6 separate regions of the Mus musculus genome follow, and regions 2, 3, 4, 5 and 6 are each linked to region 1. Evidence: chromatin contacts called from public HiChIP or PLAC-seq and promoter capture Hi-C data. All regions are on one chromosome and are shown on one strand. Each heading gives the region's core, a stretch centred on a gene start, on an enhancer-like site or on the middle of the called end of the contact. The rest is flanking DNA. Distances are from core to core; before and after follow the strand shown.

Region 1 (2,847 bases), core at 175-2,674:
TCTCTCCATTTTCCCCAACTGGATGAAATGGACCTATTCTGAATACTTTTTATTGAAAAACCAGCCAGTGTGAGGGAAATGGGAGGTCAGAGATCAGAATCCTTTGAAAAGATTGTGAAATACTGATTTTCATTGTTTAAAGCGTATTTGTAAATACCTATTTGAATGCTGTGTATTTGTACAGGAATTTGAGCAAAAAAATGTATAGAGTATGTCTAATTGGTAATAAGCCCTATAAATGTGTTTTTAACCTCTGGCATTCTGTGCTTATTTAAAACAAGAAAACTTCTAACCATTTCTTTTGTGTATTCATGTCTAAAGAAAAACTGACTTAAAATTATCTTACCTGTACCAGAAAAGTTAAAGAAAAAAATTTGTGCCAGTGTCCCAAGAGGCATTTTACTGTATATATTGTGGTAGCATGTTATAAATCCAACAAAAAATGTGACTTTTAGATGTAAATATCTGGCAACTGACTCCCCCACCTCCATCCCTTGACTGCTGTGATGTGAATTAAAGATGAATACCTGATATTGATCCACTGATTTCACTGAATGGGAGCATAAGTGCCCCTCTCAAACCCTTGTCGCCGGGCTCCAAGCCCTTTTAGCTCCAGATACTTTTCTGCACTTAGTCGGCCGCTCTCCATATTCCGCCTTCCAGGGCGAGTGGCCAAAGCCCTTGCACTTAGCATTAGGGCAGTCCAGGCGGTAATGTCTCCAGTTCCCATCCTCGTGTCTCCAAGAGTGGAGAACAAAACCTCCCAAGATCCCATGGCCTCCATTTGGAAGGTAGACCAACGCCTCTGCTCGCAGCCTTGCCGCGAGGTCCTCAGAGGCCCAGGACGGGAAACGACTAGGCAGGCCGAGACCTTTCGTTTAAGAGGTTCTGCCGTCTGACCCAGGTTAAAGCGGGGTCTGAGCAAGCCGGCGAATCAAAGTGGACGTTCCCCTTGATTGGCTCGGCAATCCACGTGGTAGTTCAAAACAAGGAACCGCTTCTGATCCATGCTCCCGCCGCCCATCCTACTGGCTATAGGGTGGCGCCAGAAATGCTGCTCTACGAGTCCGGGCGTCGGGAGGAGTGGGTGTGGAACCAAGACTCGGCATTCGGGTCGAGTCAATAGATTGAGAGGGTTCCGGGTAAGCAGCCAAAGCAGCTGCCCTAACCCAACATGGCGACCCGTGCACCTTCCCTCCGCACCCCTATGGACCGCCCAGGCTCAATCAGCAACCGACAACTGTCTAGGTCCCAGACAGCAGCAGCCAATGAGGGAGGGTAGCGTGGAGCCGCCGGTCTGGGCTCCTGGGCACGTGGACCAATGAGGATGCAGCATATGGGTGGGCGCGGGGATCGCACACCAATGGGAAGCTCAGGTTTCTGTTCCAGCCCACTAGGCGGAACACCGCGCCGGGTGCGGTTCATTCGCGCGGCGGCGGCGGTGGTGGAGACGGCTGAGGAGGATGTGGGCTACGCGCGGGCTGGCGGTAGCGCTGGCCCTGAGCGTGCTGCCTGACAGCCGGGCGCTGCGGCCAGGAGACTGTGAAGGTGCGGGGGACCGGATGGGGGCGGCCTGGCGGCGCTAAACCCAAGGAAAGCGAAAGGGTGGGAGCGACGGCCCGTCCCGGGGCTCCGCTGGAGAAAGGGCCTCACTTATTTCCCGGGCCTAGAGACGTTGACCCATTTAAGGGAACGCGTCGGTTCAGTAGCGTTAATAACTTGGCCGGAAGCCCACATCCCGGGAGTTTTTGTCTTCCCATCACTTTAGCGATTACAGGAAGGCATCCTGTGGGCCGCAACCGTCTCGGGGTTACTAAGCTGCACTTGGGGGTTCGATGTATTTGGAATGAGGAGCATTTTGATCATTTGCTTCAGCCTTCAATCTGTCCCTTATGAGGTCACAATGAGTTCCCTCAAGGACACGTGTCCACTCTAGACTTAAACTTGAAAAGAGCAGAGAGGGTTGTGTGTGGGTCACTTGGGTAATGTTCATTCCCAGCATGCAACTGGGTACAAGGACCCCAGCAACCTAAGGGCTCTGTGCACTTCTGAGTACCCGAGTTAAAAAAAAAAATTAATCCCTTCTAGCAAAACTGCTGACAGAGTTTTTTCCAGGGGAAATGGAGACTAATAATTACTTACCATCTCCTCCCTCTTTTCCAGTTTGTATTTCTTATCTGGGACGATTTTACCAGGACCTCAAAGACAGAGATGTCACATTTTCACCAGCCACTATTGAAGAAGAACTTATAAAGTTTTGCCGTGAAGCAAGAGGCAAAGAGAATCGGTTGGTAAGTAGCTGGTGACCCACCCAGCCTGTCCCTGGCTCTTGGGCACTGTCCACTTTGTGATGGGACTTGTATATATACTAATGTGAGGTTTAAGTGTTTTTATCCTCTATTTATTAAACATTGCTATAAGCTGAATATTGGTAAGACCAGGAGAGAAAATGACAGGCAACTGCAAGGCAGTGATGCCAGATGCCATGAAGGAAATAAGCTAGGAGAGTTGGTGGGTGGGAGCTGAGAGAGAAAGTAGTGGGTATCTACCTCTGAGGACAGGGAGTCAGTGAGGTGGAGTGAGCACAACTCAGGCAATGGGAGTGCCCAAAGACCAGAATGAATTTGGTGTGATTGGAACCAGAAGTAGTTGGCTAGGTGCCCCGAGATGGCCAGGGCCAAGTCAAGGTCAAGGACCCTGGCGGAGCATCAGCCTCTTGTAGCTTTAATTTCCATGGTAGTCTCTCATCGGAACTCTAACTCTGCAGCTGAGCATATATCAAGTGCCTCGGGCCTGGGACAGCTAGATCTGGGCAGACTAACAAACCGAAGCCTTGGCAAAGAGAGG
Region 2 (2,708 bases), core at 83-2,582, 1.4 Mb after region 1:
TTGGGGTGGAGTGGGGGTAGAAGTGTGGCTCAGGACTTAGACGACAAACCCTGTGACCTCTATAGATCCCAAAGAAAATGAACTTTCAAATGTATAATTTCATATCCTTTAACACAACAGATCTCTTGTTGTGTTCTTCTTTACCCCCCTGCCCCCACCACCCCTTTTTCCTCTTTTGAAGGCATGAATCCTTTTTATAGTAGTTAGAAGTGTGCTTGTAACAGTTCCTCTCACAGATACTCAGGAGAAAGCCTCGGGGAAATTTAATGGTTCTGAGTTCAGCCTGTGGCTTTGCGATAAGGATTCAAGGCAAGAAGCCTTTTAACTCAGAAAAGAATCTGTTTGCAGCCATTGCCCAATAAATGCAAAGTGTCTGGTTACTGGCACGTAGCACAATGCACCACAGAACTCAATGAATGTCCACAGAGCTGGCCAACCCCATAATGTCCATGAAGGGGTGGTGTCTGTGTGTGAGTGTGTGTGTGTGTGTGTGTGATTTGCTTAGTTTTCAAACAGTGCTAGTCTTCTAACAGGGTCCACAGAATCAATACACTCATGGGAACTTGCAGAGACCAGGAAGCCTGCAGGGGTCTGCCCCAAGTCCTCTGCATGTATGTTATGGCTGAGTAGCTCCGGGTTCATGTGGAAATGCTAACATTGAGAGCTGGGTCTGTCCCAGACTCTTTTGCCTATGTGTGGGACCCTTTTCCTCCTCCTGGGGAGTGGGGAGGAGGAATGTGTGGGTGGAGGAGCTGGGAGGAGAGGAGAAACTGTGGTCAGGATGTAACATATGAGAGATGAATAAAAATAATAAAATAAGAACTCTAAAACAGCGTTTCTCAAGGCTGAAATGAATTGACACTTTTGAGCGGAGGCTCAGTTGAAGGTTGTTAGTGTGTGTTGGTAATGACAAGAAAGCTCAAAGGAAACTGGGAAAACCTCATGTCATGCCCTCTTAGAAAGAAAGAAAGAAAGAAAGAAAGAAAGAAAGAAAGAAAGAAAGAAAGAAAGAAAGAAAGAAAGAATCACCAGAAATACTGTCGGAAGAATTAAAATTAAACCTCACGAGAGTCCGTGGGTATGGAAAGTCACCCGCTAGCTAATATTAACATCGCTTGCAACAGAGCCTTGCTGCTCAAAATAGGACAGTCAGTCATATCGCTATCGCTGGGCTGTTTACATTCTTCGGGCCAGCCCTGAACTTCTTCCTGCCTCTGGCTCCTGGGCATTGCAGTTCTGGAGGTTTCTAGATGACCCGCCTCCCTCAGCTGTCTCTAGGAACTTCCACTCAAAGGGGGAGCTATAAGATTGACACCTGCTCGGTTTGCAGCAAAGTGGTGGCACTTCAAAGGAGCGGCTAGGCAGCAGAGACTAAGTGTCTAGGTCGCATTTGGTCGCTGTCAGGGAGGGGCAGACAAGGACCCTCGGGTTTCCCCTCAGTATGGAGAACTTATTGCCTCCGTCCGGATTTTCTTACTTGAAAAAGTATCCTCTCCACTCTATTCGGAAATATTTATCAACGCTGAGAAGCCAAAGGGCCGAAGAGCAGGTACTATTTTGTTTGTGCTAACTTTAAAAATAACTGGTGCTTATTTCTGGGTGTGGCCTGTCGAAGCTTGGGGAATGTTTCTCTGCTGGCTTACTGGTGTTCATAGGCAGAGGTCAGATCCAGCCTGTAGTTACTCGAGCTTGGCAGTCAGAGGAGCCTGCCGCTTGTGAGGGGTTACTTGGCTGTGGAACGTTTGGGTCCTGAGATAAATTATGCAAATGTTCTGGGTGTGTGTGTTTGACACTTATTTTGCTTTCTTCCGTTATCTAGATGAACCTACCATACTACGGAGGTGACTCTTTGATACTTTGATCATTTTTTCAGTGTTTCGAAGACAAATTCTGAAACCGTTCGTAGCTCAATAGATGAAGCAGTATACCCTAGAAACACACTTATTTTCTTGCATGTTTCTGTGATTATTTTAATGTCACTAGGATTTGCAAAATGAAGGTTATCTGTGTGGCTATAATCAGATCATTAGTGGGCTGATAAGATCATTTGGATATAATAGGTGATTCTTATATGTGGTGCATAGGGGACAGAGCACAATAATTATTAATCCTTTTAGCCAATTGAAAGCTACAGTTTCCAACAGGAAGTTCTAGCATGTGGGTATAGACGCATCTTAATAAGCCTGTTTAAAATGTCTGGTTATTTCATTTAAAAACATGTGTGTTCATTACATTGATTACATTATACATTGATATCTAAAAACTGCTTTCGTAATTGCACTGGATTAGAGAGAGAACAATGTGTGGCCCATTTAAATCCAGGAGCTCATTTAGAAGCTTGGCAACGGACTAGAAATATGAAAGACAGGTCTGTCACCACATAGAAGATGACCAGCCACAAGCGCTCTGCCCTGTGCTCTCTCTAGAACGGCAGAGCCAGGCGACAGATATTGCCAGTGTCCTGTTCTTTTTTCCTCCGTGGTAGAAAATGACCCAGTTAGTAAGAGGCTTCCCAGAAATGGAAGCAGAGGGCAGCAGAAGGAAACCCTTTGGTGACCCCTTTTCCCCAAAGCTCATGCCTCATTTGAAAAAAAAAAAAAAAAACAAAAACCAAAAAACAAAATACCTGACAGATCATTAGGATTATCAAGGAAACTGCATCTTAAAATCTTAAATGATTTTGACTAGTGCTAGAGACTCAGGCTCTC
Region 3 (2,745 bases), core at 230-2,729, 1.8 Mb before region 1:
AGAATAAGATTAGAAATAAAGGCCAAACAAACTCCCCCTTGCTAGACAGAGCTACTTGAACCTGCCACTGTCTTAGGAGCACTAAGAATAAGAAGCACAGCCTTTGCTACTGATAGGATCTGATTTCTCACAGATGAACACTACAGAGTCTCCTCGGGATGAGCTGTCTGTGGTGAGCCTCACTTTGAACAGAGGCCGTGAGATAGCCTGCTGTCAAGCCTGCCAAGGAAGAGCCCTTGGATACTGTTCTCTTTCAGAGGAAACTGGATCTGACATCCTATCAAGCCCCCAACCGAGGTTACCACCTTTATGAGATTCACATCTTCTCTGGCTTCCAGCCCCCAGCAACACGCCATCCACACACACAAAAGACTCATGTCTTCTTCTCACAGGCTCATCCTGGCTATGACCTGTCATTTCCTTTCAGGTCTATGTCCATAAAAAAAGAAGAAGAAGAAGAAGAAGAAAAAAGAAACCTATAAGCTACGAGCTTATATGAGCTCATCTATGAGCTAAGTCATCGAATATAGATTTTAGTCTCCACAAGACCTGGCTGAGAGTACAGCAAGAGGAAGAATAAAAGGCTGAGGAGAGAAAGGTCCCCTCGATTTCCACACCTGAGCCTGGCTGGTCATTGCTTGCTATGGGGGTGACTATGCAGCTTACCCTGCAGTGAATGACTGGCTGTAAATGGCCAGGTGCCTCTTCAGGCAAAGAAAAGTGCACAAGAGATAGGCTATGGGACACACCGGCTTTACGAGACTGTGTCAAAGGACATCTCTGCCACCTTTGTCCTTAATTTGTGGGGGAGGTCAAGTCTACAGATAACCTGTTCCAATCTTTATAACAATATCAGGGTTAACCGGGCACAGACAGCAGCTTTTTCTTTCTCATCTCCAAAGAAGTGCGCAGGGCTCAAAAAAAGACTGCCATCCGAAGACCTTGAAATAGGAGCTGTAGGGCTCTTAGGGCGCGAGGTACAGCCTCTGTCTATTTCGTATTGATTCTCGAGAGGAAAAAAAAATTGTTTTGAGGTGCCAGGGAGTTGAATGCAGAGCCTCTGGCCGGGTTAGGTAAAGCAGCGCTTCCTAGTAAACTACATACCAACCCTCTGTAAACTTCCCACGGAAGGAAGCATCCATCAGCCCGGCTCCACTTCTGTTCAGAAAGGCAGCACCTCGCGGCGGTCCCTACTTTCCACGTAACCCCCCCCCCCCCCCCCACACACACACACACCGCCCCGGGGCATTCCTCCACAAGCCCCCGTCCACACTCCGCGCACCTTGACCGTGTCCAGGGGGTGCCCCACAAACACCAGGCACATGCCGCCGAAGCCGCCAGCCAGGAGGTTCTTAAACGGACTGATGGGTTTCGGCTCGTCTGCCATGCTCAGTCTTCTGTCTGTCTGTCTGTCAGCTCCGGGCAGTCTTGGTCTTGCTCCGCTGCCCGAGCGGCTCCGCCGACCTTTCACCTACATTCAGGTGGGCGGGGCCGTGGGCAGGTCGGAAAGAGGGCCCAGTCGTACTAGCCTGGCTTCCGCCCTGAAGTCTACTTCCGGCTGCCCTCCTCCTTAGTGGGCGGGGCTCTTTCCCTAATGATGTATGGGAGGGGCTTGGGAATGATTGTCAGGGACTTACTCCTCCAGGAAGTCTTCTTGGACTTGAGTTTTTTTCTTTCTCTGGTCCTCTGTGGTCCTATGCATCTGTGCACTCCCCAGAGGTCGCATACACCCTTTTGCGTGACAGCCACTTTTTTTTTTTTAGGTGCTGAAGAGTGGAGGTACCCCATAGAGGTCCCTGTCTTTGATAAGCCTTGACTAAGTTAAAAATGGCATATGTCCTATGGTAAAAATGGCTCTATAGGAAAATAAATCCGGGAAGAAGTAAAGTGTGGGAGACAAATAATTTGTAACTAATTTGTTAAACAAGAGAAGCTCTCATTAGGAAGGCAAAGGATTAAGATCTAGGGCATGGAAATGAGTCCTGTCTAAAGATACCCGGTAAAGGATGAAGGACCTTTCTGGCAGAAGATAAAGAAAATTTGAAAACTCTGAGATGTCTGTGTTGTCAAATCTGAGAAACCACAGGCCACAGGGGTGGGAATGGGGTGCGGTGGGATGGTGGAGCAGCCAGTGAGGACAGGAGAAACGGAGACTACTCATCAGGAGGAACTGTGAGGACATCAGTCTCTTCTATGACAGGTTTTAGATGGAGACTAACAATCTCAGATCGGATTTTAAAACAAACAGACAAAAATCAGGATCGCTGTAACTGCTGGTGAAAACAGCCAGAGGAAATCCAGGGGGCTGGAGAAAGTTAAAGGTCATGAGTAGAAATGTTGGCTTGGACCAGCACATAGCAGAGTTGTTAACGAGGTGCGATCCAATGGTGAATATTTTCTAAAGGAAAACCCGAAGGACCTGTTAGTGAACGGAAATTCATTCTGCTCACTACTCATGCAGAAGCTGCAGAAGCTGGCTCAGCAGCTCAGAGAACTGGCTGCTCTTACAGAGTACCTGGGTTCTGTTCCCTGCACCCTCGTAGCAGCCCAGAACTGTCTGAAACTATACTTCCATGAGACCTAATGCCCTCTTTGGGCCTCTTTGGGCACCAAGCACACATACATTCATGGAGGCAAAGACTCAAGGACACAAAATAAAAATGAGTAAATATATATTTTTTTTTTAGAAAAAGTTTTGTGAGAGAGGCTTACGGGACAATGCTAATGTTTTTGGCCTTAGCAACT
Region 4 (2,858 bases), core at 342-2,841, 1.8 Mb after region 1:
ACCCAGAGACACTCAGAATTGACCTCTGGCCTCCACACACATGTGAACATGAGCCTACGTGTCTTTTGAACACACATACATTTGTACATGCACATACACTGCACACATCCAGAAAACAAAACAAAAGAACCACCGTGTCCTCTTACTACCACCAGGAATTTTTTCTTGAAATTGGCCTGGGGTGGGGCTCTGGAATTGGAAGATATGAAGGGTTTTATAAGCTTCTTTCTTCTTCTTCTTCTTCTTCTTCTTCTTCTTCTTCTTCTTCTTCTTCTTCTTCTTCTTCTTCTCTTCTTCCTCTTCCTCCTCCTCCTCCTCCTCCTTCTCCTTCTTGTTGCCAGGTGATAATGTTTGACCAGGATGATTTGCCTGTCCCTTGGATGTTATCTGAGTAATGGCATCTGTATCGCACCTAACTCACCATGATGTGACTGCCTCAGTCAATGGCATCTCTGCCCTGCGACTCAGGGGACTGAGGCAAGATGTCCACAGGCTTTTCCTGATGGTGCCCTTATTCTTAGGATGCTGGCCTCAATCTTTGACATAAGACACAGCATCGAACCTCCACCCTCGAATCCAAGAATGGCTGCATTTACCATATGTCTGGCTCTGAGGAGAATTTTACTCCCATACTACGCTGGTTCCACCTCCACTAACAGGTCCTTAACTGGGAACCTGAGAGGGTTGAGTGGCTTCTACTAAAGTCACAAGCCTGTATCTGGGTGAGTTCTGAGCTCTACAACAAACTTTCAAGTCCAGGCTGTGACCTGAAGTCAGATCTTCTTTGAGTGTCACCTCTTCCCTTCCTTAAATACATACAGGTTCTTGATATATGGACTCAACTTCAGGTGGGGCAGCCTAGCTGAGGTGAAGGATCCTGAATGCCAGGATCTCAGCATTAGGCATTGAGTGTCCCCCATCTCTTTCCTATTTTTCTTCACAATTTAAAGTTCTGAGGGTATTTTAATTTACTCCTAGTGTGGTGGTGGTGGGGTGTCCTGTCTGACTCCTCCCCACTCTTTTCTGTGCTTTATTTCCTCAGCCAGCCACCCCTCCCCAATCTTACTGTGTGACCTGTGACATTTCCATGTCATTTTCCATGTACCAGGCGCCACATCACTACCCAGAGCCCACAGCCAATGCAGTTGGTTGTTGTAACCACATCCATTGGCCACTCCCCTTCCCCAAATGTGTTAGCTCTGTCCCTGTGCCCTCTTATAATCAGTCAATCCCCACATTTCCACCACTCAAGACTTGTTACACCCACCTCTCCTTTCCCCCATCACGCTAGGCTAGGAATAAGTTCTGAAGCCAGACTACCTTCCTCCCATCCCTAGACTCTTTGTTATGAACGGACCAACCCAGAACCGTTTTCTAAAAAATACGTTGTCCTTTGCACTGGCAGAACTCCTGCGTAAATTCTAACTCAGGTTCCAAAACACCTCCGGCCTGAGCCTGACCTTACCAAGCCTTCAGCCCCACCCTAGCCTAAGGGCCAATCCAGGGTGTCTTCGGAGCTCCTGAGAGACCCATCCTGATTGGCTGATGCGGAGTCTCGCAAAGCTCCGCCCCGAGGCGCTGGCCTCTGCAAGAACCCGGAAGTGCGAGCCTCGAGATGGAGGGGCATCGGAAAGTGGAGCTCAGCGAGGCCCTGGCGCTCGGGCCGGACTGGCGCCACGCCTGCCATGCGCTGCTCTACGCGCCCGACCCCCGCAAGCTGTTCGGCCGCATCCCGATGCGCTTCGCCGTGCTGGTGAGGACGCGTCATGCACGGCCGCTCCCCCGCCCCAGGGCTCGCGAGCCCGGGCCAACCATCATACCCTCCTCCCCCAGATGCAGATGCGCTTTGACGGGCGCCTGGGCTTCCCTGGCGGCTTCGTGGACGCGCAGGACAGCTGCCTGGAGGACGGGCTGAACCGGGAACTGCGCGAGGAGCTGGGCGAAGCGATGTCTGCCTTCCGCGTTGAACGCTCTGACTACCGCAGCTCACACATCGCGGCCAGACCGCGCGTGGTGGCCCACTTCTATGCCAAGCGCCTGACTCTGGAACAGCTGCAGGCTGTGGAAGCCAGGGCACCTCAAGCCAAGGACCATGGGCTGGAGGTGGGACCAGCCTGGGATCCACTCCAGCTCCAGTCTGTCCTCCCCCAATCCCCTTACCGAGAAAAGCCACTGGGTGGAGGAGATTTTGACCCTCCGACTTTGAATTCTTTCAAGTGGCATGAACTAGTTGGGATCTTGGTCATCTCCAGGCTAGATAATACCACCTACTCGGCCACCTTTAGCGGCCCCTGCAGAGAGCTTTTTAGAACACACATCCAAAGGTCTCTCCAGCTCTATGCTAGTGCACATGATACCCTAAGCTCTTGACTTTGGGTTCATATTTCCCTTAAGCAGACAGTGAGTCTAATGCTAGGGACGCCTGTGTGTAGAGGTGACCCTGAACCTGGGAGTGAGAGCGCTATTAAAACTGATTAGTGCGCACACTTTGACAGTGTTTAGACTGAACAGTCCATTGGAATCACTTGAGTTGGGTAAGGATGTCAGAGGAATACTTGGGTATTTGCATTTTTCTTGAGCACCCAAGTGCTACCTATACAGTGGTGTGAGTTCTGAGTTTTGAAATACTGCTACAGCCAGGCATGCCTCCTGGAGGCCGTCGCCAGTAAGGGTGAGGAAAAGGATGGAGAAGGATTGGCACGGATGGAGCTTGGAACCCAGCGTGGCTCACTTGTCCACAGAGTTTGGCTCTCTAAGCTCTCCTGAGGTGTGATTATTAGGCCCGGTTCTGCTTGGCTCTTCTCTGGAGAGTTCTGTTCCAAGGTAGATAAGGTAATGTGTTGAGGTTCTTGAGGTCC
Region 5 (2,738 bases), core at 195-2,694, 1.9 Mb before region 1:
TAGTAGGCAGTCAGATGGCCTGTTCACACCAAACATAAGTACTCATTTTGTATTTCTATCTGTGGATAGCTGCTAAAATTAAAACAAAACCCTACAATTACACTCTCCACGGCAACAACTTGGTAAATAAGCATCTCCCATCTCTTAAAATGTTATCCCAGGGAAAGTGCAAATACAGCAAACATTTTAAATACTGAAAATCAACAACAATGCTGTCAACAAGGAAGGTCCTTTAAATTTTTCAAAATGTTTGTCTGCATCATATTTGCTGTTTCAAAACTGCCAGGGCTTCTTTCTTTTGGATCTTTTTATTTTCATAAATATTTATTAGTTGACAATTCCAAACATGTATACAATGTATTTTGACCATATCCATCCCCCTGGTCCCTTCTTATCCCCCTCCCACTGCCTCTGGATCCCTTCAGTACTTTTTCTTACAAATATTCGAAATTATTTTGTTCTTGCTCTATGTACATTTCTGCTAACAAAATGTTTATTTACATGCGATGACTAGCTCTATTTCCTTTCGCGTGTAAGAAGAGCCCTAGATTTCACCAGTTCCTACATTTTTCCCCATTTTCCCGCTAGTACAGCTTTCTTGATATTTGATAGAAATTAAAATCCTAAAAACGAATCAAGTCATTAGGAAGGATGCAGAAGATAGATGCAGTCTTGTTATCAAATATGAATAAAATCCCACTCGTGGTAGGAGCATCAGCATAAGAAGAAGAAAAAAGAAGACACCTTCTGATCCATTTTAAGATCTTAAAGGAGAAGAAGGGGAAAAAAAAAAAACCAATAAGGTTGGATGCGCAGATCACCCTCTCCCCCGCCTTTCCGGGATCAAAGAGGAGCTGACTGGCACAACTGACGTTCAACACCCAAAATGGCTGCACATCTGCAGGCCCAGGTAACAACAGTACCTGAGGATCCGGGCTGACCCTTCCATCCAAAGATAAAGACCCCATCCTCAAAGACCAGGGAGATCGTGGCCGGGGGACCTCTGTGAGACCAGAGATCCTGTCCTCCACCGGAAGACCCAGGGAGACCGCTTCAAAACCGGAGAAAGACACTGTCGTCGTCCCCCGCCCCCTCCCCTCCCCCGGTTCCGGGAGACCCTCCAATGCCGGGGGGAAGATTCTGCCCCGTCTCGGTGGGCAACGCTACTCTCCCCAGTAACTGCAAGGTACAATGGCCCCCCGTAAATAGGGAAGGGATGACTACACAAAAAAAGGGGGAGACCGCTTCTCAATGACAGCCATAGGACCCCCTTCACAAACCCAAGCCTCCCAGGGATCCCGGAGCCCGGCCGCTACCAGCACCGAAAACCTCTTCCCCTGAGCCCCGGGGTGACAGGGCCACGGGCCGGGCGGGGCGGGCGTTACCTGCGGCCACAGCCCAGTCCCGCGACGCTTCCGTCCTATTGTTTCTCTTCCACCAAAATGGCTGCGGCCGCGCTCAGCCCCGCCCCCCAACCTCGCTCCCAGGGCCCCTCGCTATTGGCTCGCACCCGAAGCCGCGCAAGCGGACTGGGCGGCCTGGAAGACTGTTGCTAGGGCGCCGGGATTCGCTTGGGGCGGCTTCCTGAATGGGCAAGGGGCGGGAAGAGGCGGGGCGTTGTCCTGAGTGAGGAGGGTGGCCAGTCTGTTCTGGAGTTGAAGTAACTGATGGGCTGTGTGCCAAATGGATCGATTGCAGGATGCCTAGGGTAAGGGTGGATGGACAGACAGTCCTGGTTTGCCCCGCACTGGGGAGTTTCCTAGGATACAGGAATGTCAAGGCCAGTATTCATTCTGTGATAAACTGCAAAGCTGGTCAACCTAGCAGATGGATGGACAGAACTACATGTCGCTAAGATGGATAAAGGGATAGCAGCAGGGAACAGAGAGAATGACTACAGACGATAGACAAATACATGGCTCTATAGGAGGCCAGTAAGACGGCTCAACAGGTCAAGCCGTTGCTCTGTTTCTCTCTGGCTCTTTGTCTCTGTCTCTCTCTCACTCACAAACACACACTCACACCACACACACTATAATAATTTTTAAAAAATGTTTAGACAGGTGAACAGATGAGTGGACAGACAGACAAGATAAAAGCCAATAGAAGTCTGATCAGAGGGATGTATAGGGTCCTCGGTAAATTGATAGGTCTGGAGCATAGAGCTCATCCAAGACTCCTTTGTCTGGAGCCTGTGTCATTCAGAAGGTCTCCTGCATGAGTGAACGAGTGTCAGCGCAGCCAGGAAAGGCAAGGAGCACGATGGGAACCATGGGCATGGGATGACCTCCTTCTTGGCTATTGGCCTTTCTGTAAAGGATGCCAGAGTTGTAACCCTGCATCCTGGGCATTAGCAAAGATGTAGCTCATAGGTTTTTAAAACTGAAGTATTTATTAAGCACCTACACTCTGCAGTGAGTGCAGTAAACAGATTTTTTTAATCCCTGCTTTCTAAAGGTGGACAAGAGAAACTCCTATTACCAACAGGTTCCTCTTGGAATCGCCTTCCCTTGAGGCCTTCATGGCTCTGTGTTCAGTTCTGTCTAGTTTTTCTTTTTCACATTTTTTCCTCTCTGTCTATACCCACTTACCCCGGGTCGTGGTTTTGTTTTTAAAATATTAACTAATTGAGTCCAGATCCCTCTCTGTAGCCCAGGCTGGCCTCAAAATTAAGGCAATTCTTCAGCATCAACCTTCCTCTTACTGGGATTACAGGCATGAACCGAGAGGCCCAGGTT
Region 6 (2,808 bases), core at 49-2,548, 1.5 Mb after region 1:
TCATTAGTCCCCGAATACCCATGATGATCGACAGAAATCCCTGTTGAAACAAACAAAAAAAATCAATTGCTGGTCTTTTTGATGGCTATTCTTGGTTGTCAATCTGAGTATATCTAGAATCAATCAAGACCCAAACTGCAGGATACGCTGTTGAGGAACTTTGCTTGATTGGATTATTGGAGGTGGAAGACAGAACTTATATCTAGGCCACACCACCTCATGGCAGCCCATATAGAGATAAAGGAAGAAATCTGTTTTGTGAGGGTCAAGGCCAAAAGTCCTAAGCTATAAAAATGACAACCCAGCATAAGACACATAATGAGCCAATTTTTTTTTTCCTTATGGATAACTAGACCCTTGTTACAGGTCTTGAGTGTAGGGTACATTGGAGAGTAGTTTGAGCTAAGGAAAAACACAGCTTTATGCTTCTAGGATCCCAAGTATACAATTTCAACCTCAACTGGATTCTTACACCCCCTTACTAATGGCCTATCTGGCTAACAACTCATAGGATTAGTATTACTGGTTTCCCCCCTCGCCTCTGGCTTCAAATATCGCTTAGCACGATGCTATTGCCAGCCTTGCCCGTGTTTAAAATCGTGAAAGTTTTGCCAACCTTGGAATTTTTGCATTTTGATTTTTGTGGGGCTACCACATAAAAAAATGCATCCTCCTGAATTTTTTGCCTTTGGTATCAGCTTACATTATTGCACTTGATTTTTTATCTCACCTCAGATCCACCTCGGCCAACATCTCAACACTTTTTAATTCTGAATCGTCATGTCTTTCCCGGTTTGTCATGTGGTTTCTGCGAACTCACTGTAAACTAATGACTTGACCTTGAGCGAAGTAGCTCAAGGAATGCAAGCAAAGGGCAGGAAAAGGTAGGATCTAATTCCTCAACCACCAATCTTCCTACCTCAACCTGCTCCTGCCCTCCGGATCCGCCGGCTGCTTCCGCCCGACCGCCGGCTCACTTCACCAGCAGCAGCAGGTAGGATCCCGGGGAGAAACGGCAGACCCGCGGGTGCGTGGAAGACCGCGAGCGGAAACAGGAAGTGCTGCGAACGACGTCACTGGGAAGCCTGGCTCCGAGAAGCTGAGGGCTCTCCCTGGAGGAGAAAATGCTTTCGGGCCGGGTGGTGGGAACTTGGTGTGAGAGGTTGAGCCATTCCTCTCACACTTGCGGCCGCCTCCTCACCCTGCTCGCTTCGCCACGCCTCGAAGGGTCCGGCGCGCTTCCGTTGGATTGGACGCCGGAACGTCGACTTCCCAGCAGCCCCCGCGCCGTCTCCGTGGCGACGATGTTAAACAACCACGCCCTCCGAGGCAGCGAGCTCTAGGCTGACGGAGGCTTGGCCGGGCGCCGCAGGCTGGGGACCTGTAAAGGTAATGAAAGTGGATCTCTCGGGCAGCCGGGTCCCACAGCCCCTGGACCGCATTCCCCTTCGGGAGACTAAGCGCCCTGCTCCTCGATATACATTCACGCGCTCCGCGAAAAACTTAAGGTTTATTTGTTGAAGAGACAAGTTTTTTCGTTTTACCTCAGGGTTAGAGTTTACTTCTCAGGTCAGATTTAGTTAGCAGAACCTCAGGTCAAAACAGCTTCCTAGTTTTTTGGGTTTTTTGACATGGACATAAACCACTCAGTTCTTACCATCGGTAAACACTTGACTTTCTCTTTACCTGCCCCAGCGGGATGGGTACCCCAGGGATGGTTAGCACAAAGTGGGCGTCTCTCAGCTTTCTTCTAGTTCCTATTATGTTTTCTTTCCTTTACTTGTCTTTGGGTCACATTTGGTATGCTGGATCTTTCTTCGCTCTCCAAACGTTTGCTAACAACTGTATGTCAGCTGTTAGCTAGGCCCCAGGGATACAAGCATAACCTGTGTCCCTAGCACCCAAGTTCATCCTCTGCCCTAGGTTCAGATCCAGCCTGCAGTGTGTGTACATTCCATGGATACCAACTGAGATGAGGGCGACAGAGCTGATTCTGTGTGATGAGCCTGGAGAGGCTGCTCACACACTGCTGGGTTTATTACTCCATTACAAATAGAAGCTTTGGTCCTCCATCTTGAGTTCAGCTCTTTACTAAGTGGGGACTTTAATCGCCTCTCCACATTGAGAATTATTATTAGTGATCTGAAAGGCGACAGAGAGGCCATTTTTTTTTTTTGAACAGCCTAGTTTATCTAGAAATCACCACTTTTATGCCAGTCAAAGAAGCAAACAGAAGGTACCTTTTAGGACCTATTCTTTAGATTCTGCAGATTTTAGTAACGTTTCCTTGAGGAGAGGGGCATTGCTCTCACTGGGACTAGATCAAACCACAGATTAGTACATTATTTAAAGAAGACAAAATTACAAATAGGTTTTATGTTTTGCAGTTTTTTTTTTTCTGTTTGAGTGTCCTTGTAGGTTTTGTGGTAAATGTTGAGCCCACAGGTCAACACTATAACACTATTTTTTTCTCGTTGTTTTAGAATTGCTGAATATGAAAACCTAATGCCAAGGTGTACATAGTATTCAGCGTAAAGTCCTATTTTCATGTAGATTTTAAACAAAAGCACAGTTTTCAATAAAACATTCAACACTTTGATGGAATGGAGTAAGAGTGTGTTTTGTGGAATACTTTCTCATGGGACAGTTCTGCCATTCATAACATTTCATAGCTCCCTCAGGAACTGTGGCTTCACCTGTACTACACTTAGAGTCAGCTAGCTTTAAAACGCAGTCTTAGGTCTGAGGTGCATGTCCTTACTTCTAATCCAGGAGATAGCTCTGTACCCAGTGTGTACAATAGAAATG

The links. Promoter capture Hi-C pulls out the DNA fragments that hold promoters and counts their contacts. HiChIP or PLAC-seq counts read pairs in DNA pulled down with a chosen protein or histone mark. Capture Hi-C pulls out chosen DNA fragments and counts their contacts.
Region 2: a contact with region 1 is called in a promoter capture Hi-C map of liver, with 2.7 times the contacts expected there. The contact joins the promoter of Atp2c1 here to the promoter of Manf in region 1. A contact is called at or near these places in 2 of 39 promoter capture datasets (both in liver).
Region 3: a contact with region 1 is called in a promoter capture Hi-C map of pre-B cells, with 5 times the contacts expected there. The contact joins the promoter of Slc25a20 here to the promoter of Manf in region 1. A contact is called at or near these places in 1 of 39 promoter capture datasets (pre-B cells) and 2 of 115 datasets of contacts at active chromatin or transcription factors (astrocytes and large pre-B cells).
Region 4: a promoter capture Hi-C map of pre-B cells shows a contact between it and region 1, with 4 times the contacts expected there. The contact joins the promoter of Nudt16 here to the promoter of Manf in region 1. A contact is called at or near these places in 2 of 39 promoter capture datasets (liver and pre-B cells).
Region 5: a promoter capture Hi-C map of adipose tissue shows a contact between it and region 1, with 2.7 times the contacts expected there. The contact joins the promoter of Ip6k2 here to the promoter of Manf in region 1. A contact is called at or near these places in 2 of 39 promoter capture datasets (erythroid cells and pre-B cells), 1 of 484 Hi-C or Micro-C datasets (CD4 T cells) and 2 of 9 other capture datasets (adipose tissue and liver).
Region 6: a contact with region 1 is called in an H3K27ac HiChIP or PLAC-seq map of microglia, with 9 times the contacts expected there. The contact joins the promoter of Nek11 here to the promoter of Manf in region 1. A contact is called at or near these places in 3 of 39 promoter capture datasets (erythroid cells and liver), 1 of 115 datasets of contacts at active chromatin or transcription factors (microglia) and 1 of 9 other capture datasets (liver).

What each region holds. Positions count from the first base shown.
Region 1 is chr9:106,890,515-106,893,361 of GRCm38.p6, reverse strand. It overlaps Manf (mesencephalic astrocyte-derived neurotrophic factor), which reads left to right and starts at 1,424. Exons shown (of 4, transcript NM_029103.4): 1 at 1,424-1,548; 2 at 2,164-2,291. The coding sequence starts at 1,464. It overlaps Dock3 (dedicator of cyto-kinesis 3), which reads left to right. Exons shown (of 53, transcript NM_153413.2): 53 at 1-537.
Region 2 is chr9:105,519,881-105,522,588 of GRCm38.p6, reverse strand. It overlaps Atp2c1 (ATPase, Ca++-sequestering), which reads left to right and starts at 1,332. Exons shown (of 27, transcript NM_001253831.1): 1 at 1,332-1,549. The coding sequence starts at 1,442.
Region 3 is chr9:108,660,870-108,663,614 of GRCm38.p6, reverse strand. Slc25a20 (solute carrier family 25 (mitochondrial carnitine/acylcarnitine translocase), member 20) reads right to left here and starts at 1,479. Exons shown (of 9, transcript NM_020520.5): 1 at 1,283-1,479. The coding sequence starts at 1,387.
Region 4 is chr9:105,130,538-105,133,395 of GRCm38.p6, reverse strand. Nudt16 (nudix (nucleoside diphosphate linked moiety X)-type motif 16) reads left to right here and starts at 1,591. Exons shown (of 3, transcript NM_029385.2): 1 at 1,591-1,753; 2 at 1,834-2,103. The coding sequence starts at 1,616.
Region 5 is chr9:108,782,518-108,785,255 of GRCm38.p6, reverse strand. It overlaps Ip6k2 (inositol hexaphosphate kinase 2), which reads right to left and starts at 1,444. Exons shown (of 6, transcript NM_001379600.1): 1 at 1,386-1,444.
Region 6 is chr9:105,393,777-105,396,584 of GRCm38.p6, reverse strand. It overlaps Nek11 (NIMA (never in mitosis gene a)-related expressed kinase 11), which reads left to right and starts at 1,298. Exons shown (of 16, transcript NM_172461.3): 1 at 1,298-1,389. Aste1 (asteroid homolog 1) reads right to left here and starts at 1,223. Exons shown (of 5, transcript NM_025651.5): 1 at 920-1,223; 2 at 1-40. The coding sequence starts at 22.